2 separate regions of the Mus musculus genome follow, and region 1 is linked to region 2. A link is a contact called in public HiChIP or PLAC-seq data. All regions are on one chromosome and are shown on one strand. Each heading gives the region's core, a stretch centred on a gene start, on an enhancer-like site or on the middle of the called end of the contact. The rest is flanking DNA. Distances are from core to core; before and after follow the strand shown.

What was found. HiChIP or PLAC-seq counts read pairs in DNA pulled down with a chosen protein or histone mark.
Region 1: an H3K27ac HiChIP or PLAC-seq map of embryonic stem cells shows a contact between it and region 2, with 5 times the contacts expected there. The contact joins two enhancer-like sites. A contact is called at or near these places in 7 of 484 Hi-C or Micro-C datasets (the G1E-ER4 cell line, embryonic stem cells, liver and 2 more), 6 of 115 datasets of contacts at active chromatin or transcription factors (double positive thymocytes, embryonic stem cells and stem cell-derived anterior neural progenitor cells) and 1 of 9 other capture datasets (embryonic stem cells).

What each region holds. Positions count from the first base shown.
Region 1 is chr4:145,553,727-145,559,039 of GRCm38.p6, reverse strand. No RefSeq gene overlaps it. Among named protein-coding and RNA genes, the nearest start is that of Gm13212, 29 kb to the left of the region's middle. Within about 2 kb of position 2,184, at least 11 of the 459 cell types and tissues checked have an H3K27ac peak or open chromatin away from gene starts, as enhancers often do. A contact at or near this core is called in embryonic stem cells, where this site is marked.
Region 2 is chr4:145,486,543-145,491,645 of GRCm38.p6, reverse strand. No RefSeq gene overlaps it. Among named protein-coding and RNA genes, the nearest start is that of Zfp990, 22 kb to the left of the region's middle. Within about 2 kb of position 2,060, at least 1 of the 459 cell types and tissues checked has an H3K27ac peak or open chromatin away from gene starts, as enhancers often do. A contact at or near this core is called in embryonic stem cells, where this site is marked.

The DNA.
Region 1 (5,313 bases), core at 935-3,434, 67 kb before region 2:
GATAGATATTCATCCATATTAAAATGTTCAGACAAATAGATGTACCTAGAAAAAAATTATCTATGAAGGTAAGCCAGACACAGGTGGAGAAATATGGAATATATTCACTTATGTGTGGATATTAGCCAATGCTAAAATAATGAACTGGATAAGCCCATTGTATTTAGAGATATTAAGTATAGAAGAGTTGACTTCAGAGCACACAGTGGCACACAGTGGCACACAGATTCCCTGGTGCAGGTAAATAAAATAGATTTCATGGATCGACTGGAGGCAGATGGAGATGTGAATGGGAAAATGAGGTAGAAAGTAGGAGGGAAGTTAAGGTTGAAGAAGAAAATGCTGAGAGACAGTTGGAAATTAGAGGGGTATTTGAGTGATGATATGGAAGCCTATAGTGGTATATACTTCCTAAATGCTATAAAGACAATCAATATTCAGTGACCTACTAATGGGGGTGAAGCAGTCCCAACTGACATGGTATTTGCTTCAAATGAGCTTTCTAGTACACTACCTGAGTTTTATTCAATTGAGTTGTTGGCTAAGTGGGTCCCTTAGATCCCTAAGCAACCTAGGCAGTTGCTAAGATAACTCTTTGCTCTGTTAAAATTGAGAGCAGTTCTCTATTACCAAGCATATCATTCAGAGAACTCACTGGACACAGAGAAGGTGAACCTTCCTGCCTATATAATATTTTCTTTGGTATGTGAAGTTGCTAAACAGGCTAACAAAAGAGAAATGTGAAAAGCAACCTAGCCTCAAAACCTTTGGCTAAAATCTTGTCTACCTGCCAGATATGCTAGGGGAATGATGGCACAAACCATGTAAGAAAAGCTAACCAATGTCTCTTTTGACGTAAATCCTACTCTGTAAGCTGAAACTCATAACCAATTCTGCATGAGTAGCTAGGAACCACACAGTAGATAAAATAAACACCCAGGGGAAAAACAAACACTACCACTCAAGGAAAAATATCAACGATGTGATCCCCAATGATATTCTGTTATACTCAAGACCAGTGTCTTATTCTGTCACCATCCAAGAAGCTTCCTCCTGCATCAGACAGGAAGAGATGCAGAAACCTACCCACAGATGTTAAGTAAAGACAAGAGTCCTTGTCACAGACCTTTAAATCAAACCTACCCCAAAATAGGTCAGGCAACTGCATGTGAGAAAGAATGAAATAGCCAGATGTGTTAGAGGACCCAAGGAGAAAAGGCTATCTGAATCAAATGAACCAGGTTCATGTGAATTTACAGAGAAAAAAGCAATAAACACAGGGCCTGTATAGGTTTGTGCCTGGTCCTCTGGCATATATTATAACCTCTAAGCACCACCAGCCCAAGAAACAGGTAACTTCTTGGAATGCTGCAGGTTGCAAGTCTTAGGAAAATGATAAATCCTCATAGCCTATACAACCCCCTGTAGCATGTGACCCAAGTCCATCTCTTAGTCAGGATGTAATATCTAATAAAGCTTACCCACATGGTGGAATTCATTTTTCTCTGGCGATTCTCTGGTTTAACAGAACCAACAATATATCTTCTCTTCAGCCATACTTTGCAGCAATCTTGTCTTTGTTTTTCATTCAAACCTAAGGTGTAACATTAATACTTAATCCTATGAAGACACATTTTGAATGCTGTATTTACATCAAAACCTGCATATACCTCAGTGTAAAATTAATGGAGATTGTAACTTTACTCAGTAAATGTTAATATTTACAGCCATTTGATGGTGCTTTATAACCTACATTTTCTAATTCGGTGAAATCTGCAATGGTCCCTCATATAACTAATATCTACAAAGCTCTTTTGGAATGTCTATTCAGTCCCCTGTTAAAAGGGAAATGAAGTAGCAAACAGAGAAACAGGGGAGTTAAGAAACATGGGAGAATTTGAGTTCAAGGAGCTTTATTGAGGCTTTATCAAAGAGAACTCCTGTGTACAAACTACAGAGGCTGCCAAGGATCGAAGAGGTTATTTAGAAAAATATTCTGGCAAGTATACAATTAATTCAAGCATCACCAAAACCCCCAGGTTCATAGAATCTCAAACTTCCTAAAAATGGTAAGATACCCACAACAGAATTGTGAGTGTGGCAGGAGAAACTGCACCCCTGCTCCACACCCCTGCTCTGCTCCTGCCCATTTCCCATCCCAACAGCTCCACTGACCTTGAAGGTGAAAGCTGCTGAATGTTCTGGGAGTAAGGCACAGCAGCTGCAGCTTAAGGAGGTACCTCAAATACTCTCCCAATACAACTTCCTGAACACTAGGCATCTGAGATACATTGTCTTTTAAATATGAAGGACAAGCCCCCTTTTAAAACCTGTGGAACAGATATTTTACAATTTTCAGAACCCCAACTTTCAGAATTACAAGTCTTACTTCAGATTAGAAATTATCTTTTCTCTACTGGACATGTGCAAGGTCATTCTGTGCTTCCTGATCAGATATATGAAGGTAAGGATTAGTTTAATTTCTTTTTTTTGGGGGGGGGGGTTTCAAGACAGGGTTTCTCTGTATAGCCCTGGCTGTCCTGGAACTCACTCTGTAGACGAGGCTGGCCTCAAACTCAGAAATCCACCTGCCTCTGCCTCCCTAGTGCTGGGATTAAAGGCGTGCGCCACCATGCCTGGCTTAGTTTAATTTCTTAACAAAAGCTTGTTGCTTTTCCTATGAAGATAACATAGCAAGATCTTACATTACAAATCACCACTGCACTCAGAAAACTGCTCCTGCATTCCTGCAAATCTGTTAGCTCAGCTTGGGTATTTAACCCCTGATGAGCCTATATCCCTGGGATTTAAAACAGACAAATGTTACACATGTCCTGTCTTTGGGAAAGTTTGCTTTTATTCCTGTATGTATATATGCTGAATTCTCATTGTTATTTATACCTTTGCCTAACCTGGGGAAACCTTCAAAGATATGATACAGTATTTGTTTTATTAGTTTATAATGCCAAGGCCTCAAAATCAGAAAATACTTAAAAGGCATATTAAACTTAAAAGGCGTATTAAAATTGGTGTTTGACTCTTAGTTTCTCATATTCCACTGACATCTCCTATAATTCACAGGGACAGGCTATTGTAGAATGAGCTCATCAAACCTTAAAAGATATAGACATCTAAATTACAAAGTAGGGCTGGTGAGATGGCTCAGTGGGTAAGAGCACCCGACTGCTCTTCCGAAGGTCTGGAGTTCAAATCCCAGCAACCACATAGTGGCTCACAACCATCTGTAACAAGATCTGATGCCCTCTTCTGGAGTGTCTGAAGACAGCTACAGTGTACTTACATATAATAAATAAATAAATCTTTTTAAAAAAGTAAAATTATAATTATTGATCTCCTTATAATACTTTATATAACAATAAATAAGTCAATTTTTTAAACTTTTCTAGCCCCTAATAAAATAAAGACCTATTAACAGGATAATAAAAATGACTGATGTTTTTCTGGGAGAAGATCTGTTTATATATTTACAGGACTCTGCAGAGAATTTGTATGTACATGAAGAACAACTTGTCCTCAAGGAGATTAAAATCACAACTTAATATTCAGTGAAAACCTATACATCAAAATTAGGATAAAGTAAAGTTTAAAGTATGAAATAAAAATATAAGCAGAAAAAAAATCTCACATGCTCTCTCAATTTATATCCACCCATCAAGGATGCACTCGCCTTGCAGAGTCACAGCTGGATAACAGAGTGTTAGGGCTCCATCCTCTCAGATGAGGTCATGCTTCCATCCCACCTCAGTGTCCTCTATGACCATTGGGCTAAATGTCCCTTTTTTGTGTGTACACAGCAGTCTCCTCTGTGGTGGCTAGCTGGTAGCCTGAGGCTCCTGGCCTACTTGCTCATGCAATGGCTGTTGGCTGACACCACAGATCTCCTGCCCAGGTATCTGCTGTGTGAATGATAGGGTTGCTCTTATTCTCTGTCTCAGAAAGCACCTCTGAATAATAACTTAGTAAAATCATTCTCTTTTTCTGCTTCCCTATCTCTGACTCATTTGCCCTTTGTAAGTCATCCACCTCTTTTGGGTTAAAAGGAGGATGGAGAAACATAGGGAGGAAGAGGTAGGAGAGGAGAAGGAAGTAAAGGAGGAAGAGGAGGGGAGGAGGAGGAGGAGGTTGTAGGCAAGGAGCAGGGACCCTGAGTACCACCTTCTCATATTACAGAGAGTGAGTTAGAGTAGCTGTCACCAGCATTTCCAGTCTGGGGACACTAAGGTGAAGAGCAAGCAGGTCAGATTTGCAAATGGAACCTGACCTCTTGCTCTGTAACCAAAGTGACTGTAGGAGGTCACCAAGGTGTGGGAGGTAAAGGTGTGGGTGGTAAAGACATGAGAGATATAGGAGTGGAAGTTGTGGGAGGTTTTGGTGTGGGAGGTGTAGGTATGGGAGCTGTGGGAAGTGGAGTTGTGTTCCTTCTGCAGTAGCTGAAATTGCATCTTAAAGGGCAGCTGCCTACTCTGTCATGTCATACTGCCTTGTCTGATTCAAGGATAGTGGCATTTGTTGCTCCAGAAGGGAGCATCAGAGAAGTTCACAGATGGAGGTTCCAGCCAGTCATACCAGCTCCCTACATGGGAGACAGAGACAGGAACACCCACCCTCCAGGAGTTCACACAGTAACACATGTGTTAGTCAGGGTCCTTTAGGAGAGGATCTGAGACAGAATACATATCATAAGGAAGACTGGTTGCATTGACTTCCATGATATGGACCCAGTGGTTCCTCTATCCATGAGCTGGATGACTTAGCAGTTCCAATATGGTGTTGAAGGCCTTGGGCATTCCTGGAGAGTCTCTGGGCTTCAGCCCATATTGAAAGGCTGAAGAAACTGGGCTTCTCAAAGAAATGAGACAGGCACACTTACCAGCAAGGAATGAAGGTAGGCAAACAAATAGCAGTGTATTTTCCTTTAACTTCTGTCTCCTCTGGGAATCTTCACCCACCCTAGAAACACCTCTATAGACCCACACAGAGGTTTGTCTCATAGTTAATTTCAGATCCAACCAACTAGACAATCAGAATTAGCCTTCATGCTGTGCTGAGCCCCCTGCAAGTCCAGAAGAAAGCTCCAGGCATGTAGCCTTTAGGAATCCTCACTTGCCCTGGGGTGGGGTTTTCTATGCTGAAGCAGCTTTTGAGTCACTGCTCTGCCAAGTAACCCCACACACTCCCTGATCCACTGAGTCATACCTTGGTGGGAGGGTGTCTTTGGTCTGTGGTGGTACTCTCTGTGGGCTGTCTAGACATTGTTCACCTCTCCCCAGGAGTCACCCAGTAGCAGAGATG
Region 2 (5,103 bases), core at 811-3,310:
TGTATGGAACAGCAAACAAAACAAAAACCACAGGATAGATAAAATGTTCTTGAACAACAAAAAAAAATCTGGAGCTATCAATTTCTGTAACTTAAAGATGTATGGCAGAAAAATAGTAATAAAAATTTGTATGGTACTGGTATAGAAAGAAATAAGTAGGTGGATTAATGGAATTCAATAGGAGACCCAAAATTAGACCCACACACCTACAGACACTTAAATTTTGTCAAAGAAGCTAAAACTATACAATGGAAAGGGGAGAACATGTTCTATGAATGATGCTGGTCTAACTGGATGTCATCATGTAGAAAAAAGCATATAGATCCATATTTAGCACTCTGCATAATACTCAAGTCCAAGTGAAGCGAAGACCTCATTATAAATCCAGACATACTTAATCTAATGGAACAAAAAGTGGAGAATAGCTTTGAACTTGTTGGATCAGGAAACAACTTCCTAAACTGAATGGTTGAGAAGCACCTGAAAAAATGTTCAACATCCTTAATCATCAGGGAAATGCAAATCAAAACAACCCTGAGATTCTACCTCATACTAGTCAGAATGGCTAAGATCAAAAATTCAGGTAACAGCAGATGCTGGATAGAATGTAGAGAAAAAGGAACACTCCTCCATTGCTGGTGAAATTGCAAGCTTGTACAACCACCCTGGAAATTAGTCTGGTGGTTCCTCAGAAAATTGTACATAGTACTACCAGAAGATCCAGCAGTACCTCTCCTGGGCATATACCCAGAAGATGTTCCAACTGGTAAAAAGGACACATGCTCCACTATGTTCATAGCAGCCTTATTTATTTTAGCCAGAAGCTGGAAAGAACCCAGATGTCCCTCAACAGAGGAATGGATACAGAAAATGTGGTACATTTACATGATGGAGTACTACTCAGCTATTAAAAACAATGAATTTATGAAATTCTTAGGTAAATATATGTATCTGGAGGAGATCATCCTGAGAGGTAACCCAATCACAAAAGAACTCACTTGATATGCACTCACTGATAAGTGAATATTAGCCCAGAAACTTAGAGTACCCAAGATACAATTTGCAAAACGCAAGAAAATTAAGAAGAAAGACCAATGTGTGGATACTTCATTCCGTCTTAGAATAGGAAACATAATACCCGTGGAAGGAGTTAAAGAGAAAGAGTTTGGAGCTGAGAGTAAAGGAAGGACCATCCAGAGACTGCTCCACCTGGGGATCCATCCCATAATCAGCCACCAAAAGCAGACACTATTGCATACACCAGCAAGATTTTGCTGAAAGGACCCTGATATAGCTGTCTCTTGTGAGGCTATGTCAGTGCCTGGCAAATATAGAAGTGGATGCTCACAGTCATCTATTGGATGGAACACAGGGCCCCCAATGGAGGAGGAAGAGATAGAACCCAAGGAACTGAAGGGGTCTGCAACCTATACGTGGAACAACAACGTGAACTAACCAGTACCCCCCTGAGCTCGTGTCTCTAGCTGCATATGTAGCAGAAGATGGCCCAGTCTGCCATCATTGGGAAGAGAGGCCCCTTGGTCTTGCAAACTTTATATGTCCCAGTACAGGGGAACATCAGGGCCAAGAAGTGGGAATGGGTGGGTAGGGGAGCACGGCAGGGGGAGGGTAAAAGGGACTTTCAGGATAGCATTTGAAATGTAAATGAAGAAAATATCTAATAAAAAATGAAAAAAAAAGAATGCAGACAGTTGATCTTCTCCAACAAGAGGTCTCTGAAAAAGACCCTGAGTGCAGGGTCTAAGCATTCCCACATCTGCAAGAAGTCCACATTGCAGAATTCAACAAAACATGAATGTGCATAGGCAGAGTGCTTTTCATGAACTAAGGAGCCATTTTTCCTCATGTAAGTGAGCAATCAAAATTGTTTAAAAATGCTATCTAATTCTGTCTTAATCTACAGGAAGTTGTCTACATATAAAAATATTTTAGCCTGCTATCATTCTCTCAAAGCATGCTGGGCTGAACTTTGGAAGTATTTAAAGAAATTCAGGAGGAAAAGCTAACTGGGGTGCCTATTAACATATCAATGCAGACATTGTTGCCTAGGTGCTTTCTTGGCTCCTGATTCTGGATCCAACCAGAGAACTCAGACTGCTTTCTCCCTCAGACTGAAATGCCAAAAATTAACCTCTAAGCACCACCAGCAGAAGAACAGGTAACTTCTTGGAATGCTGCAGGCTGCAAGTCTTAGGAAACTAATAAAGCCTCATAGGAAATTACAATACCCTATACAACCCCCTGTATCATGTGAGGAAAGTCCATATCTTAGTCAGGATATAAATATTAATAAAGCTTGCCATATGGTGGAATTGGTTTTTCTCTGGTGATACCCTGGGTTAACAGAACCTACAATATATGTTCTTCTCAGTCATAATTTGCAGCAATCTTGTTTTCATTTTCATTCAAACCTAAGATGTAATATTAATATCTAAGCCTGTGAAGACATATTCTGAATGGTGTATTTAGATCAAAGCCTGCATATACCTTAGTATATTAATGGAGAAATTAATGGAGAGTGTAACTTTATTCAGTAAATGTTAGTATTTACAGTCATATGATGGTGCTTTATAACCTACATTTTCTAATTCAATCAAATCTGCAATGGTCCCTCATATGACTAATATCTAAAATGCTCTCTTGGGATGTCTATTCAGTCCCCTGTTAAAAGGGAAATGAAGTAGCAAACAGAGAAACAGGGGAGTTAGGAAACATGGGAGAATTTGAGTTCAAGGAGCTTTATTGAGGCTTTAGCATAGAGAATTCCTGTGTACAAACTACAGATACTGCCACGGATCTAAGAGGATATTTTAGAAAAAATTCTGGAAATTATAAAATTAATTAAAACATCACCAAAAACCCCAGGTTCATAGTATCTCAAACTTCCCCAAAATGGTAAGATATCCATGACAGAATTGTGAGAGTGGCAGGAGAAAATACACCCCTGCCCACACCCCTGTTCTCCTGCCCATTTCCCAGCCCAACAGCTGCTCTGACCTTGAAGTTGAAAGGACCGGCTGCTGAATGTTCTGGGAGTAAGGCACAGCAACTTCAGCTTAAGGTGGTACCACAAATACTCCAGACTACTCTTCCACTATGACTCCTGACCATGATGTAGCTGAGATACATTGTCTTTTATATATGAAGGACAAGCCCCCTTTTAAAAACTGTATAACAGGTATTTTACTATTTTATCCCCACCTTTCAGAATTACAAGTCTTGCTTCAATTTAGAAATTGCCTTTCCTCTAATGGGCATGTTCAAGTTCATTCTATGCTTCTTGGTCATATACATGAAGGTAAGGATTAATTTAATTTCTTAACAAAAGCTTGTTGCTTTTCCTATGAAGGTAACTTAGCAAGATCTTACATTACAAATCACCATTGCACTCAGAGAAACTGCTCCTGCATTCCTGCAAAGCTGTTAGCTCAGCTTGGGTATTTAACCCCTGATGAGCCTATATCCCTGTAATTTAAAACAGACAAATGTTACACATGTCCTGTCTTTTGGAAAGTTTGCTTTTATTCCTGTATGTATGTACGCTTCATTCTCATTGTTATTTATGCCTTGGCCTAACCTGGGGAAACTTTCAAAGATATGATACAGTATTTGTTTCATTAGTTTATAATGCCAAGGGCTCAAATCAGAAAATACCATTGTTTAAACTTAAAAGGCATATTAAAATTCATGTTTGACTCTTAGTTTCTCATATTCCCCTGACATCCCCTATAATACACAGGGACATCCTATTGTAGAATGAGCTCATCAAACCTTAACAGATATAGATATCAAATTACAAAATAAAATTATAATTATTCATTTCCTTATAATACTTTATAGACCAATAAATGAGTACATTTTAAAAACTTTTATAGCCCCTAATAAAATACAGACCTACTAACTGGATAATAAAAATGACTGGATGTTTTTCTGGAAGAAGCTCTGTTCATGTACTTACAGGACTCTGCAAAGAATTTGTGTGTACATGAAGAAAAACCAATCCCCAAGGAGATTAAAAAAATCACAACTTAATATGCGGCGATAATCTATACATCAAAATTATGATAAAGTAAAGTTTAAAGTATGATATAAAAATATAGGCTGGGCAGTGGTGACACACGCCTTTAATCCCAGCACTTGGGAGGCAGAGGTAGGCAGATTTCTGAGTTCAAGGCATGCCTGTACTACAGAGTGAGTTCCACGGCAGCCAGGGCTATACAGAGAAACCTTGTCTTGAAAAGCCAAAAACCAAAAAAGAAAAAAAAAAGAAATAAAAATATGACAGGGAAAAAAGTCTCACATGCTCTCTCCTCAATCTTATATCCATCCATGTAGGATGCACTTGCCTTGCAGAGCCATGGCTGAGATACAGCTTCCTAGTACTCCATCCAGTCAGATGAGCTCATGTTTCCCTCCCACCCTCAGTGTGGCAAAAGGGTACATGCTCCACACTGAGTGCCTACTGGCTTCATCTCTCTCCTGTTTTGAGTCTGGCCCAAGTAGGACTCACAGGGACCTGTGCAAGAAAGCAGGTTCTGAGTGTCCTCTCTAACCTCTGGGCTAATTGTTCCCTTTTATTGTGTCTACACAGTCTCCTCCCTCTGTGGTAGCTAGCAGGTAGCCATAGGCTCCTGGTCCAATTGCTCATGCGATGGCTGACACCACAGATCGCCTGCAAGGGCATCCACTGTGTGATTGATGGGGTTGCTCTTATTCTCTGCCTCAGAGAGCACCTCTGAATGATAAGTTGGCAACATCATTCTCTTTTTCTGCTTCCTTAATTTCTGACTCATTTGCTCCTTGTCAGTCATCCATCACTTTTGAGTTAAAAGGAAGACAGAGAAACATGAGGAAGAGGAGGAGGTAGAGAAGGAGGAGCAAGAGGTGGAGGAGGAGGCTGTAACCCAGGAGCAGGGACCCTGAGTACCACCTTCTCATTTTCCAGAGAGGGAGTTAGAGTAGCTGTCACCAGCATTTCCAGTCTGGGGACACTAAGGTGGAGAGCACCTCTGCAAGCAGGTCAGATTGCAAATGGAACCTGACCTCTTGCTCTGTAACCAAAGTGACTGTAGGAGGTCACCA